Regions from separate parts of the Rattus norvegicus genome. Here region 2 is linked to region 1. The links are chromatin contacts, called in public Hi-C maps. All regions are on one chromosome and are shown on one strand. Each heading gives the region's core, a stretch centred on a gene start, on an enhancer-like site or on the middle of the called end of the contact. The rest is flanking DNA. Distances are from core to core; before and after follow the strand shown.

Region 1 (6,051 bases), core at 3,092-5,591:
AACATGATGGTTTTTATTTTAAACTTACTTCTGGGCTGGGTTAGAGATAACTTGTAGAGTCCTTGCTTAGCATGCAGTGGGCTCTAGGTACAACCCCTAGTCCCACAAAACAAACAAGTAAGCAACTTTGTGCTGATGGCACCGTTAAGAAAGTTAGACAGAAAAATATCTCTGCTACTATTTAGTTTGTGAATATGGCCAGGAAAGTTTCGTTGGCTCAGGGCTGATATTTGTTAGCCTAAGCATTGACATCCATAAGGTGAGAGCAAGCGCCCGCCCATGCCACACATCCTGCGGTAGCAGCTGGTTTAAATGTTTTAAATATGGAGTTTCTCTGTGAGCACTGAATCCTAACCAAATTTCAAACTGAAGCCTGCTTTCGTAAACCTCGGGATATGAATGGAGTCTTTGCTCTCTTCTAACTGGAATTTATCTATTTTTAATGGAATTCTGAAAGCAACCACTAAAGGAGAGACTTCTAGGCTCGCTTGTCTGACCGAGGTGAGGTTACTTCCGAGTCGAATGGTTCCCGAGGGTCTCTCTCGAAGCCTTTCAGAGTGGCAGAGATATCCAATGTGAGCCCTGAAAGGCTGGGAGGACACAGATGCTTCCTGGCTTGGGGAGAATGCAGTCCAGAGAGTTTATATAAAAAGCAGACCACACACAACTTAGGCACAGCAGGGAGGAGGAGATAGGTGGGTGGGTACCTGTGACATCTCCTGTGTTGAGTTTAGACCAATAGGTAAGTCTGAAGGCAACAGAGAAGCTATTTCAAAAGAAAAGCCAGTGTGGGACCCAAGAAACAACATCCAAGGTTGTCCTCTGGTCCTCCTCCTCCAATAAATAAAACACAAGAGTTTTAAAGCAGGGGGACCTTACAGTGCTTAGGAGATTAGTAGCATAGGAGCCCCAGCAACAGGGAAGGGGGAGAAAAAGCAGATGCTATATTGGCATACATTTTATGCACTGAAGAATGATTGGTTTGTGGGACATGATGCTGTTACTGACCAGGACTTGTTCGTCCTCACACGAGTCCTATGTGTATGTATTTGCCCATGCCCGTGTTTGTGGGTGCACTCACTGGCTTGTGCCAGTTCTTTCTTTGTTACACATTTGTAACATATAGGAACCAGACACCAGACTCTTAAGTCTGTCATTTCTGGTCCTTTACCAGTGCATCAGCCCCGAAAGGCAGTGTCTCACAAAGTGCAGGGGAGACTCCTACTTACGTTGTATGTAACCGAGGGTGATAATGAACTTCTGATCCTCCAGCCTTCGCCTCAGGAGTGATGTAGTAGTAATAGGTCTGAGCCTGTGTTAATCCCAGCACTCCCGAGGCAGAGGTGAGTTCAAGGTCCTCCTGGTCTACATAGTGAGTTCCAGGACAGCCAGGGTTATGTAGAGCCCCCTTCCCCCCAAAAAAACCCAACCAAATTAAAAAAAAACATCATTGTCACTGTCATCATCGTCATAAATAACAATAACCTCATTTTACTCATAGTCTGAATGGTGACAAATCAGTATCATCACTACTTATTTCATGACGAGGAAACTGAAACTAAAATGAGGCAAAGTCCCCCAGCAAGAGTCTGGAATGTGGGTTAGCATGGGATATCCCCGCTTCTATCTCATTGTACTTTCCTCAAGGATCCTTAAGCTGCATTGTAGAACTGGGTGAAGAGAAGCCTGAATGTACACTTATATTTTCTTGGATATTAGAGTTTGCTGGTGGGGTTGGGGAACTTATCATAGCCAGCAAGAACCAGGCAATGTTCTGGACATCTTAGGATGACTTTAATCCACAAAATGTTTTCAGCTTGAGGCAAGAACGCATTAAGGAACCCCTCCCGCCTTCCGTAGTGACTTGCTGTAGGAGATGCTGTTGTAGAGAGAAGTCTTCCTCTCTGTGGAGAGCGCAGCATCCTCCAGCTACTGGCTCCATATCTCCCATGCTTCTTATGTATAACTAAGTAGGAAATGGTTTTCCACATCCTGAGTTCCCATGTGCAGCCCAGGCCTTACACACCCTACCCTGGCCCTCTCCCCTACCTCATTCCCTTTCCTCAAATGTCTTGAGTACACAGATCTGAGGGCAGAGGTCATATGAAGCCATGCCCCAACCCCCAACCTCTGTAGCTTTTCTTGTTACAAAGAGGGTTTCCTGAGCCACTGTAGAAGCTTTATCTATTAAGATCTGTAAGTCCGTCACCAGGCAGCCGGCACTCGTCCAGAAATGCAGGCGCCTGTTGTCCAGTGAGTTAGCTTTCTCCCTGCCAGCTGGCCCGGGGAGACTCGGTGTGCCAAGCAGGGAACGTGTGAATGGGATCCATGCCCGTACATCCCTTGAGAAGTACAAGTCCTGTGACCAGAAGGGCCAGAAGTTAGCCCAGAGAAAAGACGGGAAAAACTTGGTAGGTCTCTAGAGAAAACTCCTAAACATAAATGCTCAAAATAGTAAAAACCATCCCCAAGAGTACCCTGTATTTTTGTTTTCATCTCCTGCCTTAAAACTTCACCCGCAGTGCACGTGTTGCGGCTCTGGGCCAAGTGGGAAGAAATGAGTGCATTTTCCAGTTCCTGGCTAGAGCACCCTTTGAAAATCAGGGCAGCCATGATACCATAAGAAACACTCCGTAAATATGCTCGCACTGAAACACTTGAAGACCTCACTATCTCGTTGTTGGAAGGAAGTTGACAAGTCCTTTTCTGATCCCATATGCTGTTTATATATACCTGCTCATTAATGAACCCAGGAAAATATTGCAAGGATTGAAAGATATCTTGTCTTCATACCAAATGGTGACACTTTAGGAGACCACTGACCCGAACAAACTCCTGTGTGATTCGAAGGGGACAATACCGTGTATCAGAGTGATTCCCAGATCTCCAGATTCTGTGCACTGGAATCCTCTGAAGAGGCCATTCTAGGCCAGCAGCCAGGAAGATTCCCGCTTGGTCCTCTACAGTCTGAGTTCCGACAGTGAACTCCGATAGGCTCTCTCCTGAGCCTATCCATCAACCGTTGTCTGGCAGCTGCCTGTAAATGCCGGATTGTGAAACTGGGGAAATCAAATGGTTAATCATTTCCATTTACTTGATAGACGACTCTTTAAAATAACTCACCAAGACAGCTTTTCATCAAAGACAGAAGAGGCTTGAGAACTGGGAGGGATGAGCGCCCATAAGTACAACCCCAAGCTTCAGGCTACTAAGGAATGGGAGATATGGGTCCCGACACGGTTTAGAAGAATCAGCGCCTAGCTTAGTCCTTTTCCTGCTGGAGGAGTGTCCACCAGTATGTGGATGATGACTGTGCCTGTCAGAAATGACACACCCTGAAAGGTCGGGGTGGTGGAGTAGTGGGGTGGCGGAGATCTACAAATCTGAAAGCAGCTGGTGTAATCTTAGGCCTCAGAGAAACCCTTCACAGATACTGGTCCTGTGCTTGGCTCTCCCTCACTCCAAAAGCCATTGCCTTAATGTCAGCATAGTCTTACTTGTTTAGAATGGTCACATTTGAAAGGCAGATCTTAGTTTTGGGAAATGGGTGTGGAAGAGATGGGAGAGAAAAAGCGTTCTCTCTGTACAACTTAGAACCGGAGGGGGGTGCACACACCAGGAACTAACTGCCTGGCCTAGAAGGGTGGCGGGACACAGATGCCTAAGATGCCGTAGTCCTACATCCTACTCGGCTGCGTGCACAAGAGCTCTGAAAGGACCTGAATAGATGCACGATACCTGAGTCATGAGATCATGCTGGGTCACCACTGGCTTCTAGGAGCTCACTCTCTTGGTGGCAGGAGCCTGCCTTATTTTTAGCAAAGTTACCCACCTTTATAATCTGTAAGTGTGCTAGCAGAGTTTGTGTTTATATTGCCAGGTGATGATGCAATTCAGTGTGCACAAAGGGTCCCAGGGGCTAAACATTTTCCAGTTTCTAAAAGTACAAGGGCAGACTACTCCTAGCTCCTCCACTGGCTTCAAAGTCCTGCCTGGCTTGGGGTTGGTAGCTCGTCTTGGAAAGACAGAACTCCAAACTGCTCCAGAGACTGTAAAAATCTAGCTTCTGCCTTGGTGCTTTGAAACCATGAAGAGGCTTTTTAGCCTTGTGTCTGTCCAGGGGTTATCTTTTCCAATGGTCTCTTTATCTGGCCCAGCTAAGCGAGTTTCAAGTTTTACTCCATACCCTGAAACAATGTCCTCTGCTAATATGCTCTCCTCCCCGTCTGCCCACATTTGGGAGCTCAAATCTGAGCAGATCCCAGTTCCCCAGCTCCATGGAGATGTTGGTGGCTGTTGGGACCCTTTAAACAAGTCCTCGGTGGGGAGAGAGTGCCCTCTAGTGGGCACCAGCAGGGAGCGGTTCCCGAGCTGTATTGCTCAGCCAAGGACAAAACAATCCTTTGCACAGCCCTCCCACTGGCTCTCTTGAATGTGCCTTTGGGTTTGGTTTGTTTTTCTCCTTGTGTGAAGAAAATAAATAAAGATTGAACCGCAGGTGGCCAGTTGTGAGAGCTGCTTCAACCAGGCTGTGACAATCTCCTTATCTCTGGAGTTTTAGCACAGGATTAACCCTAGGGCAAGTGATAACAGCAATGTGACTTCTGGTGCCTTCTAAAGACTGTGACAACCTCTGTGTAAATCACTTACCCGTCGTGACTGGTCTCTGTCTTTATTGGAATGGGAGGGGGTGATTTGTGGGTAGGAAACTCCTTCTTTAAGAATTATTACCTAAACCGGGATAAATACCTTGGTGTTAGGTACAGCCAGTGGGGCTGTTAGAACCCTGGATGCACCAGCATGCACAGGCATGGGGACCCTTTAAAGCCCAGTTTCACGGAAAGCTCTTGGGCAGGAGATGGAATGGGAAGAAGGGAGGGGTGCCGGGCACCCATCAGGGAGGCGGCAACCTGATCATATGTGATGGCTGCTGGATTAGGTAACAGCTCGGTTGGTTGAAATTGGATCTTGGAGGACGAGTGTTAACATCTCCGGTGTCCCAGTGAAAGGTTCATTTGAGTCTTGCATGGTGCTGGAGAGATAAAAAGGAGCTTTTAAATACACATTTTGTCTCCAAGTCACCAGAGTACTGACTTCAAGCCATAAATAGGAAGCGTCACATCTGTTAGCCGTATCACTTATTTCTTTAATGCTGGTGGGATTTTCTTTTTAACTGACTAGTTGAACAGTTTCCGGGTCAGGGAATTCATAGACCTGGTTGTTGTTGTTGTTGTTGTTGTTGTTGTTGTTGTTGTTGTTGTTTACTAGAATCTTGAAATCTTGTCCTAGGAAGAAGCAAGGACCTGCAAAATTCCCTGCCTTCTTTAAACATACATGCACACCCCAAGACCATCAGAACAGTCGCCTCCCATGTACTATGGCACAACAAAGTGTTCCCCTATTTGTGTCTAGCTCTTGCACATTTTCCAGTGTAGTCTTTCATGAGTAGAATATAATTTAAATGGTGCACTGTTTGGGGGTGGGGTGGGGGGGGGTCTTTCTGGACTTTTTTTTCCCTGCATCTTTTCATTCTCTTATTTTCAAATTTCTGGTAGAACACGTCTATAAAACAATTGTAATAAGTCTTCGCAAACCCACTTTCCTTTGAACGAGTATTTATTTAAAGCATTTACCGTGTAAAAAAATTCAAGCGCCTTTATTGTTGCCAGCCCCACTGCTCCGTAGGTAAATCTTCTTTCGCCACCGAGGAATGCATCCCAATGCACTGTCTGCAGAGACTTCCAGTCTAGGTAGGCGAGGCATGTTATTATACAATAGGCCACCATTGTTGGCCGCATTCCCTCTACAGCGTCCTTAGGGAGATCCTCGCCTTATTGAAAAAGATCAAAAATATCAAGGGCAAGCAAGATATTCATTAGGTTGAGGAGAGTTTATGAGGAGGAACTTGGTTGTTTAAAAGCACCCAGGCACAGGCATGACTGAAACCCAGAGGAGTAGGGAGAGAGAATGTGCTGAGGAAATATCGGGTATATGGGAACCAACAGTGCGAACCTGCTCATGACCACCTGCCTGATCCGTGCTCTCTGAGTA
Region 2 (6,356 bases), core at 3,394-5,893, 900 kb before region 1:
TTCAGTTTTGTTCTTTAGCATGTGTTGGAAGTGGCCTGACATGGCTTCCAAGGTCAGGTCATGAGAAGTCTGACATCTTCCTCAGCCTCTAGAATCACTGCTTCTTAGAACGCATCCTAAAAAAAAGGCATTTGTCCATCCAAGACTATGAGCTTCTGAGGAACTGCAAGAAGCCCATGAAGATGACAAGTTGAAGCAGGCAGATGCCTGAGCTGCTACAACCATTGTTAGCTCAATCTGTAGAAGCAACATAGACAGGAAAAGAAAGGAAACCCTCTGCTTGTCCTAGATGACTCCGGCCATCTCTAACTGCCGTCTTGCAGGAACTGTCTGAAACCCACCAGGTAGGAATCACCCTGTGAGACAGTCAAACCACACACCCCCAGTTAAGTGATACTAGACCACTTGATTTTAGGTAACTAAGGTTTTGGGAGGCTCATTTTACCTTGATAAATATTTGGAGCTGAAACGTGCCTTGTAGGCCCTTCTCCACAGGCTGATTTTGTGTTGCTGCTATACTCTTTATTTCTTAATTAACAATTTATACACTTAGCTCATTGATACCATGATAACCGATACCGTAAGAATTTGGAGGACTTTTTTCCCCATCTAAAATGAGAACTGCCCCATCTTCATTTTGTACTTGGGGCATAGCAGGATGTCAACAAATGTTCCTTTATCGATATTGCTAAGCTATTTGAAGTTGGGAACTACATAACTCCCACCAACATATCTAGCCTGCCAGCGTTTGCTATCTCCCACAATGCCTCTGTTTATGGCTGACTTCTGAGGGTGTTTACTCTTCATCTGCCTCATCACCTGCTTGGTCTAACCTGAATGCCTCTTTAACTCCCTTTGTAGTCTGTTTTCTACAACTCCCTACCTTGCATAGTCCACAAGCCCCAAGACATTAGCAGCTAAAGTTTAGCCTGAGAGGGCTGGACACATTAATCTGAATATTTAATCATCCTGTTCTCTGTAGTAGGGACATCCTCCTTCATTGGGTCCATTCAACTTTGTGAAGATCTTCAGCGGAATCTAGCTAAGAGACATCCTTAAGCCTTCCCCATTCCGGCCCATGGCCCCTTTTCTTGGATTCCTGTGACCTCTTGAGTCCTTTTCCCTCAGTGTGTTAATGCTCTGACCACTGGCTATTAGGTCTCAGCCAGTAAGCCTTGCAAGATTGGAGACTATAGCCTACTTAACTTTGCCTTACTTGCACAGTAAATGACACAGGCATGGTGATCAATAAATGAGTGTGGGGTGATTGAACGCATTTTACAAGGAAAGAACAATCATGGGTGAGATAAGACATAAACACAAGGCTGAGTCCTTTGTCACCGAAAAGTGCTGTTGATGTACCGTGGACACTCAGTTCCATGGCTGCTCCTGCCTGTCTCTTGCCTTTCATCTTTCTCCACACAGCCAACAGCCATTCTTCTAATCAATGCGGCTGCCTGTCTTGGAACCCTCTCTAGTTTGTACTTTTTTTTTTGTCCTGAGATGCCTGAAGCCTCTTCATGTTCAGCCCAAAAATAGCTCTGACCTTTCAGCTGCTGTGTCACCTGGCAGCTCATATCTGATTTCCGTTTGCAAGAACCGGGCTGCCCGGCTTTTAGCATTTCTGCTGTCCAGGTTTCTCTTGCTGCTTGCTGGGTTACTGATTGTGTTTTTCCCTCAGAGAATCTGGTTTCCACTTTTTTTTTCCTGATTTGAACTCTGTCTGACTGTTTATTTCTTTCCCCCAAGCATTCAATGGTGCGTGATGGTGGCTTGAGGTTGGGGGGAAGACAGGGTCGGGAAATGGGAAAGGCTATTGCTTGGTGATTTTTCTTTTGTGGGGGAGCCCACCTAAGACCTGGAAAATAGTGCTATGTGAGCTTATTCTGCTCTCTTTCCCTCCCAGGACAAACTGTCCCCAGCTGCTTTTTCAGACTTCACACAGGGAAAGGGAAGTGATTTGTTGTACTGGGGTTTCGGGTTATTGGTTTCTTTCTTCTTTGTTCTTTCTGTTTTACTTTTCCTTCTTAGGTTTCTTTTTCTCTTTCTTTCTTTTTCTCTTCCTTCCTTTCTTTCTTTCTTTTACACATTTAATATAATATCTATACCATGATCATGTACAAACCTGAGTTAATTCAAAGACACTGTTAGGAACTGTCTTTCTCAAGTGCTAGCCACATACTCCAGCTGATATCTTCTACAAAATGGCTTCCAATGGAGAAAGAGAAGGAAGATTTATATCGTGCCCACTTCCTGTGAGTCTATGAGTCAATCAGTGCTTTAATAACATGCATGCTTCACATATCCAGGGACCAAAGCTCTGGCTCAGCCTTAAATCTATAATGTCAACATTGTCAATAACTATGGATGTTATTTTGAAAAAGCATAAATACAACTGTGCATGCAAGGCAGACCTGGGAGGACTGTCAGAAATTCAAGGCCAGCCTGGTCTACATTGAGAGCTCCAGCTAGATTGTAGTAGAATAACACCTGATCTAAATGACAAGAGCAAGTATAATTTCTAGAATGTTTGTGTATCGACTTTATGATTTTAAAGGAGCTCTTTGTTCTATGTTAAGAAGCCTTTCTTATTTTCTCACATATTTAAAATCAAACTTATTCTTCAAGGTGAATCTCTGATGGCATGTCATGAAATGCCACCTTGTGACATACATGTCACCTTCACCCGCTCCTCCATTGTCCTGCAGCTACGCTTTGTATACATGGAACAGCTAGCAAAGAATTTTATATCCAAGTTACCTGTGGAAGCATTGTCTCCTTCTAACAATCTCCATCGGTATTTCTCCTGTTCTTTGACTTCTACCAAGGATAGGACGAAATCTTGATAACGTTTGTTGGCATGCTTTACTATGATTCTGCTTCCAAAGTGGAGAAAATAAATGCACAAGGTGGTAAGCCATTTTGACAGTCTAAGATCCTCCAACTACTGCTGGTTGGAGGTTAAGCAATTGTCCCTTTATCCACTCTTGAGTGCTTCATAACTGAAGCTATGGATATGGGAGTGGGGTGAGAAAGCGAAGAATGGTGCTAGCAATGGAAGATATGGTTGCAGCCTTCAATCAGGAAGTTGAATATTTTACCCCAATCAGACTAATTCATGGCATCTCCCAATAACAATGTTAACAGTTTTGATTTTTAATACCTGATGTTTGAGAATACTTAAATGCAGATACTATGGTTAGTGATATGTAGGTAATAGAGAACTTAGATTTTATGAGAGAGGAGTTATCTTTATGATATCATCATCAAACCTGGCTTTCTGATCACCACCATCATCACCCAGTGGATGAGGAAGTTAGGGTTCTGGCCGGAAAGATTAAGCAGTTTCCTAAGCTTATGTAACAAAGGAATTGCAGGGATTGACTTTAATTTCATACCAGCTAAGGCCAGAATTGTGGTGGTAAGGAACACACCAATTTGTCTTTCCCTGTAGGTGGGGAATCCTTTATTATCCTGTGTCATAGGTCCCTTTGATTAAGAATGGATATAGAAGGTTGTTGAACATGGTTGTCATGTCATAAAAGGATTACTACCGACAGTGCCAAAGAGCAGAGTTACTGTGATTGCTACATCAATAAATGACATTTAGACTGTATAAGCGACTTCTACTTATCAGGATCTCTTCACTTTCTAAACAAACATCTCTACCACTGTTAATCTGCCTTCAAGGAGAGCACCAGAATCTTTATTAAACATATGAAGTAACTAAAAGCCATGGAGGTTGAAGAGCTGCATGGAGCCCAGCAGCCAATCAGTGATAAGGAGTCAGGGCTTGCAGGGAACTTTGATGAAATCCCACAGTGACTTCTTTATGAAGAGTAGATGCGCTTATGTGAGGGCTCAGTCCCCTCTTCCAACTTAAGGAAAGCCTTTATTTTTATTGTTAGTGCTTTTTTTTCCATCTCAAAGCCACTTTGAACTTGAAGATTGTTGTTCAGTCCTCTCTGGTCCTAATCTCATTTTTCCAGAATTTTGGAGGCATGGTTGAGTATAATTGTGTTGGACACCAAATTGAAATTTTCTATTTATCCTACTAACTGAACAACTGAAAGACATGACAATTTCTTACTCAACATTGAAAACTCAATTCCTGGTAAATAGAAGGTCAATAAATGTTGAAGAAAACAGCTCTTTCCCCTGTCATTCTCCATGGTTTTACTGATAGCCTGCCTTCTGTCTTCTGTTATCATTTTATCACCTGCCTTATTTTGTTTTCTAATCTTGGAACTGTGGTGGCACCCACAGTCACTGTCAACCCCACGGGAGCATTCTGATGCTAACCCATCCTTAGGAAAGAGGAGTCAAAGCAGGGTCTGTTGCTTTGGGAGCCGGCTTTTCTGCCTCCTCATATAGCGCCAGCTATCAACTCTATCCTAGCAGCACTTGCGTTCAAATTCATTCATTACTGAAGATTAATCAATAATTAAGCATTCTATAGCCACCCAGAGGCCATTTCATGGTGCAGTGGCATATTTATTACCTTATTCAGTGGAGGGACTCAGGAGCGATCTGGTACTGCTCACAGTTCAACCAGAAGATGCCTGACTGACAGTCTAGGACTCTCAGCAGCTCCCTACTGGCCCTTCTCCCATGCCTCAACCCAGTCCCTCTGGCAAAGCTGCTGTCTGCACTAGCCCAGACCTCTCAATCTGTCCCTTTTAGACAGTCAGCTCGGGTTCCTCAAGCTGATTTGTGCTGAGGTTGGGATGAAGCCAGACAGCTTGGGAACAGTGCCCTCGGTGGCAACAATGAAGCCTGTAGGATTGCCCTGGCAGCAGCCGGTACTTGTTGCTCAAGGGAGGCACTGCCATCAAGTTCAACGCTCTTTTCCCTGGTGTAGCAGGAAGGTACCCCAGTGTGCTTTGAAAAGTGCAAATGGAAATGGATATTAATACTGCACATCACACAAAGCTGGAGCATCCAAAGTTGCTAGGGAACGGTTCCCTCAAAATTGGGTGTACTACGCAAGTCCACAGTATACACCAGACTTGAGAGTGGTCTTCTGATTGATTGGCACTTGTGATTCTGACTCTGGTTCTAATTGCTGGGTTTTGACTGATAGATTCTATTGCAGGTCACATCCCTAGTTTCTAACTGTAGCTAAATTTTATTTTTAGGAAAAAAAAAAAACATGGTTTTTCAGGTCCATAGTAGTATCGATCTGGAGCAAAATCTGAATCAACTGAGATATTCCCCCTCAAGGCTGCCTAGACTTCATGTTTTCATACACATGAAGAGGAGAAGGCTGCTCACTATAGGGGTCTCTTTAAATGTCTCCTTCTAGCAACATTTTGATCCCTTCTTCGTCTGTTTAAAAAACCAGTGACGGCATAACCAAAGCCTGGTGGGATATACAAACCCCCTTTATGAACAGGGTTATGCCTATACTCTGACATGCTGGACCTTTATTTATGAGCAAACTAACAATATTAATGGCGAAGACATAGCATTAGCCATTGGTGTTTAAGAGAAGACTGTGTACTCAAGAAGACATTCTCTTTTAGGATAAGAATTCTCAAAAGAATCTTGTCATTGCCACAGGGACTATGCACGGAGATTTCATAAGGCGTTTGACAAGTCTGGGTTTATCTGTAGAGGACAAGGACAGGGCAAAATTAAACAGGCAGGCTTTCAGTATGTGGTAGGTTTCGTTGTTGTTGTCGTTGTTGTTGTTGTCGTCGTTGTTTTGTTTTGTTTTGTTTTTAAGCAAAACTAGCCATTGTTGGTGGAATGCATTTTAAGGGCCAGTCTTCCTTTGCACCTCTCATCTGCCTCTAACTGAGTTGTGGAGGTGAACACTGGACACCCTTTTACTTGGAACTGTCCATCAGGTGGGAGAGATAGGCAAATCCTCAGAGCTGACTAGTCTTTTTATCCCCTTACAAGCAAGATAAAAAGAGATGGAGAATGTCAGAAGAGTTATAACTTACATTGCCCTCTTGATTCTTCATGGACATATGCATACATACATACATAAATAGATACATACATACATGTACACCTACACATATATGCATATATGATGTACACACACACACAAGACTACCTACAAAATTGTATCCTTTTAGTTTTTTTAAAAAGTTTTCCCATGATTCTAATTGATTGTTCATAAATAGGCAAAGGAGTTACCTGCTTTCAGTTTTCAGGATGTTAGATGGACACAGCATAAAGTCTTCTTTTATTATAAAATCCTAATCCCAACCACGAAGCATCATTTCTTAACACCATCACCTTGCTTTACCCTGATCTTGTGCAAGCTACTCAAGCCCTAATCCTACCACCTCCATCCATTGTTGGACCCCACATTCTGTTATAACTCTTGCTTAATCTTGCCT

Evidence for each region. A called contact is a pair of places that touch in the nucleus more often than the background predicts.
Region 2: a contact with region 1 is called in a Hi-C map of psoas muscle, with 3 times the contacts expected there. The contact joins two enhancer-like sites. A contact is called at or near these places in 3 of 12 Hi-C or Micro-C datasets (the A7r5 cell line, the Rat2 cell line and psoas muscle).

Annotation. Positions count from the first base shown.
Region 1 is chr13:82,905,876-82,911,926 of GRCr8, reverse strand. The region is part of intron 2 of Pbx1 (PBX homeobox 1); the gene reads left to right. Among named protein-coding and RNA genes, the nearest start is that of Pbx1, 210 kb to the left of the region's middle. Within about 2 kb of position 4,341, at least 11 of the 93 cell types and tissues checked have an H3K27ac peak or open chromatin away from gene starts, as enhancers often do.
Region 2 is chr13:83,801,833-83,808,188 of GRCr8, reverse strand. No RefSeq gene overlaps it. Among named protein-coding and RNA genes, the nearest start is that of Nuf2, 450 kb to the left of the region's middle. Within about 2 kb of position 4,643, at least 14 of the 93 cell types and tissues checked have an H3K27ac peak or open chromatin away from gene starts, as enhancers often do.